Regions from separate parts of the Hordeum vulgare genome. Here regions 1 and 2 are each linked to region 3. The links are chromatin contacts, called in public Hi-C maps. All regions are on one chromosome and are shown on one strand. Each heading gives the region's core, a stretch centred on a gene start, on an enhancer-like site or on the middle of the called end of the contact. The rest is flanking DNA. Distances are from core to core; before and after follow the strand shown.

Region 1 (2,700 bases), core at 17-2,516, 740 kb after region 3:
TATTTTTCCAACTTCAGAGCAATGTGGACTCTAATATGATTGGGTATGCAGATGCCGGTTATTTGTCTGATCCCCATAATGCCAGATCTCAGACCGGTTTTGTGTTCCTACATGGTGGTACAGCTATATCATGGAAGTCTTCAAAACAGACTCTAGTGGCTACATCTACCAATCATTCTGAAATAATTTCATTATTTGAAGCATCATGTGAATGTGTATAGCTTCGCAAAATGATAAACCACATACAACAGTCATGTGAAATTGGTTCAATTGAATCACACACCATTATCTATGAGGATAATGCGGCTTGTGTTGCAGAGATGCAAACAGGATACATCAAGAGCAATATCACTAAGCATATTTCTCCTAAATGGTTTTTCTCCCACAATCTTCAGAAAAGCGGGGAAATAAACATTCTGCAAGTCAAATCATGCGACAACCTTGCTGATTTATTTACTAAGTCTCTACCAAACTCAACATTTCAGAAATATGTTCATGAAATTGGTATGCGGCGACTTAGAGACTTGCAGGCAACAGGTGAAGTCTTTCCTTAAGATATCCTTAATAACATCACATTATGCTATCTCTTTGTGAGTTTATGTTTCAGGTTCTCATTAAGTTTTCATGAAGAACTTTTTGAAGGAGAATCTTTTCAAGATGATAGCCCTATCTGGATGATCATGAGACGATTCTACATGATCAAGCGTAGATTATGGAGAATGTTAAGATTTATTACACCAATGTAATTAGGAAATCTACTTTTCCCAACCGTCGGACGGCTCTGTCCTCAACCGACGCCTCTCCCGGTCGTTCTGGAACCGGCGTCTCTTCACAAAGCGTCGCGTCTGTCCGGACGATATATAATCGCTGTAAACAGTAACGAATGATTAAGGAATCAGTTTTTCCTAAACAGTACCGACCACCTGCTATAGCCCGCACCGGCAGACAACCACCCACCCACCAGCCGAGGCGAAGCAGCAGAGCAGAGAACTAGCAGGGCCCTCCACCCGCAGCACACCTCACGCTCGGGAGACGCCATGCCTGCCTCGCCCTGCAAGTCCCCGCGCCCAACATGTGCCAGCCGCCCGCTGCTCCCAGCCGTCGATCCGCGTCCCACGGCGCCGAGCCAAACCTGCCCAGCCAGAGCCACACGCCACCGCGCACGTTGTCCATTCGCAGGTGAAACCGGATTCCACTCTACAGAATCTCCTCTCCTGGCCATCGGCTTCAGTACGCCCCATCTATACATCCAGAGAGCGGTACCCATTAGTTACAATTCAGGTAAGATAGGAAATGATCTTGCCTCCTTCCATTCCTTCCACAGAGATAGACTGCCCTTGTCGATATGGAAGGGGCATATTATTTGTCAGGTTTACCATACGTTCATATGGCAACTAGGTAGTGCTTGCAATGCCCATTGTGGAAGATTTGGACATTTCAAAGAGAACAAACTGGGAAGTACAACTGCAATAAAGTCAGCAAAAGTGGGTGCAACCTAAAGGCACCCTGATAACAAAGGAAAACGAGAATCACTTGAACATGGTGTGTTCAACCCAAACCATAGTTGCACATGCTAACATAGCGCTGTGGTCAAATGTATGGCGGTCCTACATTTAAACATTCTGGTGAAAATACTATAGGTGCAATTTTTCAATAATTACAACACCATGGCCGCATGGAATCAGGGATGGCCTATCCAGATCCGCATCATCCATACTAGAATAGACAAGTCATTTTGAAGACGAGAGATACCAAAAGAAGTCTTCTGAATCAAAGTACTCCCTCCGTTGTAAAGAAATATAAGATCGTTTATATCACTAATTTAGTGATCTAAACACTTATATTTATTTACAGAGGGAGTAGCAAATTCCTGACAAATGAAATGACAACATGTAATCAGGGAAAAAGACAGTGGGAAATTAACAATTTAGAAACACATAAATAATTCATTCAAGGATAATTGAGACTAACTATTCTGGAATCTTAAGACCAGATTCTGGCAAGATGCAGATAAATATATAACAATAGGGCATGTGATAAAACAGAAAGAACAGTATGCTAAGACCCAGCATGGAAAATTGAAAATAGTTGGAATGGTTTTCATATATAAGCAGCAGCAGACCAAGTTTTTGCAGCACCATATGTTTTGGGGGGAATGGGAGGTGAAAGGAAACTGCATACCTTTTGACTCCCGAAGTCTGGGAACTTTGTTCTTTCTCAAAATCCCAATGCTCACAAATCAAGCAGAAGATGTCAAGGCATTAATAAACTTCCTCCCGCCATCTCATAATTCGCACTTGAGTTAAATGAATCAGGAGAATGTAGGTTCATGATAAAAATGCAGAACATGAGACAGAAAAGTAAACAGTACCAGAATAGAAGCATTCCTAATGCTGGATAAGCAGATTGCACGTGCAGTTTGAAGTGTTTTAGTAAGAAGATAGCATGAGTCGCCATATTATAATTCATGACACACTCAAGACAACAACACATTTGTACACAGATAAACATACATTTGCAATTCCTCATAATCTAGAGTAGTCTAATATGCTAGCTTTCAAATGTTGGAAGTTAAACAAAAACATTTCTTATAAAGTGCTACCATTCAAATGTTGGAAATGAGAGCAAATGGAAGATTGATGGTAGATCACATGTTCTGATAATGCTTATGTTGATGGTCTGTCTTTTCTTCTCCTATAG
Region 2 (2,893 bases), core at 237-2,736, 680 kb after region 3:
GGCCTTTGATGCTCTTGATAAATGTGCATCAAGAAGGGTATATATCATCTGCAAGATAGTATCCCTTTGTGTATTCATGCCCATAGATAGTGTAGTTGCAAGCAGAAGCATCACCACTAGCAAGCCTAGCAAACAAATGAGACCGTTGTAACACATTGATATCATTGAGAGTACCCGGCATACCAAAAAAGCAATGCCAAATCCATAAATCCTCGGATGCTACGGCCTCTAGCAGAATTGTTGCATCATGAGACTTGCCACAATACATTTGCTGCCATGTCTTCGGGCAATTTTTTCAAGTCCAATGCAGACAATCTATGCTTCCTAGCATGCCAGACCAACCTCTTCTATAATTAGATGCCATCAATTTTTTGTGTCTTCCTCGTTCGGTGCCCGAAGATATTCAGGACCAAAGACACGGATGATCACTTTGGCAAACCTACGCACTGACTCAATTATAGTATCTTCACCAATGCGAAGGTACTCATCGGCATAGTCAGCCGGAATGCTGTATGCAATTACCCGCATAACTGCGAGATTTTTTGGTATGCGCTAAATCTCTTCAAGCCCGCGATATTTCTTCTTTGAGTAAAATACCGACAATTGCCCTCGCAAACTTGAACAATTTTCACAAAGAGGGATCGGCGCATACATTACCTTCTCCGGAAAAGGTGTGGCGCATATGTTGCATTGTCGCGAAATAGTCTTGCATCAACATCTCGTTCCCGAGATGGCGATTTCGAGAGATGCAAAGACGGTCGATGGTCGATCCTCGCCGTCTCTTTTGGTTCTCGTCTTCCTGGTCCTTCACGGCAAGGGTCATCACCAACGTATGCTGGCGAAAGTGAGAAGCATTGTCTCAACATCCGAGTCGTCTGAATCGGATGAATCGTCGAGCAAAAACTTCTCGCACGGGCTCAATTCCATCTCCGGAGGTGGCTCTTCAGGCGCGGTGGATTGGCGGACTCGGAGAGCCGGTGCAGTGGCTCGGTGGGAGAGGCAGGGGCACCCACGCGATGCGATTCCGCCCGCAGATTTGGCCGGAACCGCCGGCGGTGTACGGGCGAAACCAATGACGGAAGACGGCGGAAGGGGGTGGGGAAAGGGCGCGGGCTCAAATGTCCCTCCCATCAACCGCTTTCCTGAGATACGGGGCACCGTAGGGGCGAGGCGAAAACCTGTGTTTTCGTGAGTCGGGGATGGGATTTTTCCGCGCACCTCCAAATATTTTACGGGTCAGACGCGTTTACAGAGTTTGATTGAACAACATTTTCTACATCGATCCATATTTTAACGGTTATTATGTGAGTCGCGTCTTTATATAGGTCTGCTAGAGATGCTCTTGGTACCTTCGTAGGTTGATTTGAGTCTTACTAGTTCGGAAATCCTACGATTATTATACTTGTGCCAATATTTTGGGAGATGGAGACATGCTTGGCCCAGATCAATGCCAAAGCAAAATGGCACCGGGAAAGGGAGTCGGCGTCCACACGAATGCAAGCCAGCCATTCATTAGCTGGACACTTCTTTGGATTACACACATGTCCTTTTCGCAGCAATCGCTTTTTTGTCTCCGCCCACTCGTGCGTCCATCCAGCTTAAAATGGTTTCGTATTTGTACGGTAACTCTTCCGGTATTGGAAATGAATTGTTAGTCTTCACCCTTCAAACAACGACACAGAAAGGAAGTTTCTCAGCGTGAACGTGCCTGTATTTTTTTTTTTTTGTTCTTTTGAGAAACCTGTATTTTGTAGAATTGCTGCTGTGTCCCCTCGCCGGCCTGTGTTCGACCCCTCATCAGTTGAATTCGGCGACCCCTCAAAAGAAAAAGAAAAACAGTTGAATTCAGCGTCTCACATTTCTCTCTTAATAAAATATAATCCCATGACTTGGCGAAATGACTTCGAATGAGATTTTGAACGAGATTGAGTTTGGAACGAGATCACCGTTTGACTCAGCATCTACGGCTACTCGTCAATGACTTTACAAAATGAAGGTTCTGTTCGAATTTGACGGTAAAAGACGGTGTACATGACTGGCCATTGCAGAAAGGTCATTGCTTGTGCGATGATGTTGGTCTCTTAGGAAATATGAAAGAAATCAAATGTTAGGATTTTCCGAAGCACTATGGCCCGGACCGCAATCGTTGTCATGAGAATCAAAGAGGAAGCCCATCTGTGGGATTTGGTTGGGCCAGCCACTTGAGCATCCTGATGTCGCGTGAGTAGACTTTCTTTGTTCATCTCGGTGTTTTGCGACGTTTGTCTAAATCTTCTTTTTAGTTAATAAAAATGGTAAATCTCTTGCTTTGTTTCAAAAAAAAAATCATGGGGCTCCTTCTCTGCTGATCTAGCTTTTAGAACTACAGTAAATTAGTGTTTGACTTTTGAGAGGTGAAAGTAGCTTATGTCAACTTATGTCAGGATTACAATTGTTCCTAATTACATGAACTTATACTAGGGATGGAGAGAGGCGTCCGAACCGCCCTGCTTTCAAGTAAAAAAAAATCAAATTAGTTATAATTCTTTCATCCAGATTTAGCTTAGTTTATACTAACATCATGCTTTTACGGGCTTATGCGGGATGTGTGCTTGTATTCCTAAGTTAACCTCATTTGGTTTCATAAGAAAGGAATTTTGTGTAAATAAAAAATCATTGAAAATGAAATGACATACATTTCAAATCATATATAAAAAGAGGCGTCATTTCATTTCTAGGATAGGATTTGTTTTATTGGATCTAGACTATTGTTTTTTCTTCTTTGAAATACACAGGATTGGTTCCTATATGATTCTATTTCTACAAACTAAAAAGCTTCAAAGGAAATTTCCTATAGAGTTTTCTATCCTTGGGAATTCCAATAAAATTCATGTAAACCAAAGGAGGTCTTAGT
Region 3 (2,746 bases), core at 164-2,663:
GCAACTTGTAGGCAGCCACACCGTTTTTAAAATTCATTTAAAACCGCTAGGAATCCCAACAAATGACCAACATATGAAAGGTGAGCTTATTCCTCAGATTTCAACGCTATATCATACGCCTCGTTCTCACGAACGGTTTAAAAGCTGCAGCGAAAACAGTTAAAAAAACGATTTTTTTGAAAAAAAGAATTATATTTTTCATGAAATTCGAAATTACTCTCAAATCGTAAGGAATTCAAAAGAGTAATCTACATGAAAAAGATGCGAATCGACGATATCTTTCCAATGTCATATCATTTGCTTAATTCTGACGAGCGGTTTAGAAAAAGTCACGAAAATATGCTCGCTGCAGCTTGTCATGTGGGCATCATTTCTGAAACTGCTCTCAAACATCGAGGAATCACGAAAAATGTTAGAAAAACCGCGAACAAATTTGAAAGCCCGAAAAAAAATAAAGCTCGGACATTTTTCTGAATTTTGAGGACAAAATTTAAAACCGAGAACAATTTAAAAAAAACTGGAACAAATTTGGAAACGCGAACATTTTTTTAAAGCATGAATATTTTTTTCATCTTTAGAACAAAATTTTGAAGAGGAGAAACTTTTTGAAAAACCAAACAAATTTGAAAGCGTGAACAAATTTTTAAAGCACGACAATTTTTGGAATTTTGAGAATAAAATTTGAAACTGAGAAACGTGAACAATTGTGGAAGCGCGGACAATTTTGTAAAGCGAATCGTGGGAACAAAATTGAGAAAAGGAGAACAATTTTGAAAGCGCAAACAAAATTTTAAAGCACAAACATTTTTTAAATTTTGAGAATAAATTATAAAACCGTGAACAATTTTAGAGAAACGTGAACAAATTTTGAAATGAGAACAATTTTTTGGATTATGAATATTTTTTGAATCTTGCGAAGAAATTTTGAAACTGAGAACAAATTTGAAAAAGTCCTAACAAATTTACAAGAGCGATCAAATTTTTAAAGCACAATCATTTCTCGAATTTTGAGATGAGATTTTGAAACCGAGAACTATTTTGAAAAAGCTGAAGAAATTTGAAAGCGCAAACAATTTAGTAAAGCACAGACATTTTTTGAATATTGAGAAAAAAATTTGAAAAGGAAAACAAATTTGAATAGTAAGAACAAATTATGAAACCGAGAACAATATTTGAAAAATACAGAACATTTTTTAAAAATATATTTTTTTGAAAATCCAAAAACATTTTTTGGCACAGATATGGTAAGAAAAAAAGAAAAAAAGAAAAAAAAAACTGCTTCAAGGGACCTTCTAGAAGTTTAACAAAACGAGAAAAAACCTGCTGCGAAAGATTCCCAAAACTGGACAGTGCAAGCGCGCTAACTGTGCCAGATCGATCGTCTCCGACAAGACTTGGCACAATGCGTCAAATAGCATTTTGCGGCAGGGAAGGGCTAGCACACACACGGGGCTCGCCCTAACTTGGCCAGCCCAGCTTGTTTTTCGTCTCAAAAAATTTAATGTTTCTCATTTTTTCTTTTCTTCTGTTTCTCTTTTCTACTTGTTTCCTTTTTTTTAATTTTTGGTCCGTTTTTCTTTTCTTTGCATATCTGAAGCAAAAACATTTTTTGAATTTGAAGAATATTTTTTGAAAATTCAGAGCATTTTTGAATTCATGAATGAAGTTTGAAAAACAACAAGTTTTTAAAATTTTACTATTTTTTAGAAGCAAGAACATTTCATAAATTTCAAGAACAATTCGCAAACAAAAACTTAGTTAAGAAATTGTTTCTCTTTTGATATTTCGAACATTTTATGAAAATATCAAACCTTTTTTGAAAATACTGAACATTTTTGGAAAATCTAACATTTTTGTAAAATCTCGAATATTTTTTGTTGTTATGAACAATTGTGATAAACGACAACAATTTGAAATTAGGACATTTTTACAAAAAGCAAAAAAAAAAATCAAATTTCAAGAACAATATTCTATAACACATAACAGTTCTTGAAAATCACGAGTTTTTTTTTGAAAATCCAGACCATTTTTTTAAAAGCAAAAACATATTTCAAATTTGAAGATTTTTTTTGCAAATCCAGAACATTTGTTTGAAAAGAAAAAATATTTTATGAATCTGAAGAAGAATTTTTAAATATTACAACCATTTTTCGAAAATCAGAGCATTCAGAAAAATTCTTGAAATTCCAAAATATTTTTTAAACTGAAACATAGAAGAAAAAAAAAGAAACAAGAAAAAATTAAAAATGAAAGAAAAACCGGTTCATAGAATCTTTTAGAAGTTTTCTGAAACCGAAAAAACTGGCTGGAAAATCAGGGGCGATGGAACGTTAAGCAAGCCGTGCACAGCGGGCACAATCGTATCCTGTGTGAAGCCCAACACTGTTTTCGCAACGACCAGCGAATAGGCTTTCTCTGCGGCAAATTGTCGCCGCTTCGCACAGGTAGGGGCATGGCAAAATGGCCGGGCTGGCCGAGTTAAGCTTTCACTTTTATTTCTCTTTTTTCCCACTTTTTCACTTTAGTTACTTCTTTTCCATTTTATTTTTTTATTTTTTTATTTTTTCTCCTGTTCTTTATTTTCTTGTGTCTTCATCTTTCTCTTTTTTCTAAAAGGTTACTGCTTTAAAAAAATCAAAACTTAAAAAGCTTTTGTATTTACGAGCAACATTTATAAACGGAAATCTTTTCGAATTCCTGAAGGATTTAAAAAAAGGATGAACATTTTTTAAATATGTGAAAAATC

What was found. A called contact is a pair of places that touch in the nucleus more often than the background predicts.
Region 1: a contact with region 3 is called in a Hi-C map of leaf, with 4 times the contacts expected there. The contact joins the promoter of LOC123427019 here to the enhancer-like site in region 3. A contact is called at or near these places in 3 of 6 Hi-C or Micro-C datasets (leaf and seedling).
Region 2: a contact with region 3 is called in a Hi-C map of leaf, with 4 times the contacts expected there. The contact joins two enhancer-like sites. A contact is called at or near these places in 2 of 6 Hi-C or Micro-C datasets (leaf and seedling).

Annotation. Positions count from the first base shown.
Region 1 is chr1H:129,918,374-129,921,073 of MorexV3_pseudomolecules_assembly, forward strand. LOC123427019 reads right to left here and starts at 1,267. Exons shown (of 2, transcript XM_045110953.1): 1 at 962-1,267; 2 at 693-867. The coding sequence starts at 1,267. The coding sequence ends at 733. LOC123427009 (MAR-binding filament-like protein 1) reads right to left here. Exons shown (of 3, transcript XM_045110942.1): 3 at 2,414-2,700. The coding sequence ends at 2,667.
Region 2 is chr1H:129,861,510-129,864,402 of MorexV3_pseudomolecules_assembly, forward strand. No RefSeq gene overlaps it. Among protein-coding and RNA genes, the nearest start is that of LOC123397558, 11 kb to the right of the region's middle. Within about 2 kb of position 1,487, at least 3 of the 3 cell types and tissues checked have open chromatin away from gene starts, as enhancers often do. A contact at or near this core is called in leaf, where this site is marked.
Region 3 is chr1H:129,177,933-129,180,678 of MorexV3_pseudomolecules_assembly, forward strand. No RefSeq gene overlaps it. Among protein-coding and RNA genes, the nearest start is that of LOC123426992, 310 kb to the left of the region's middle. Within about 2 kb of position 1,414, at least 2 of the 3 cell types and tissues checked have open chromatin away from gene starts, as enhancers often do. A contact at or near this core is called in leaf, where this site is marked.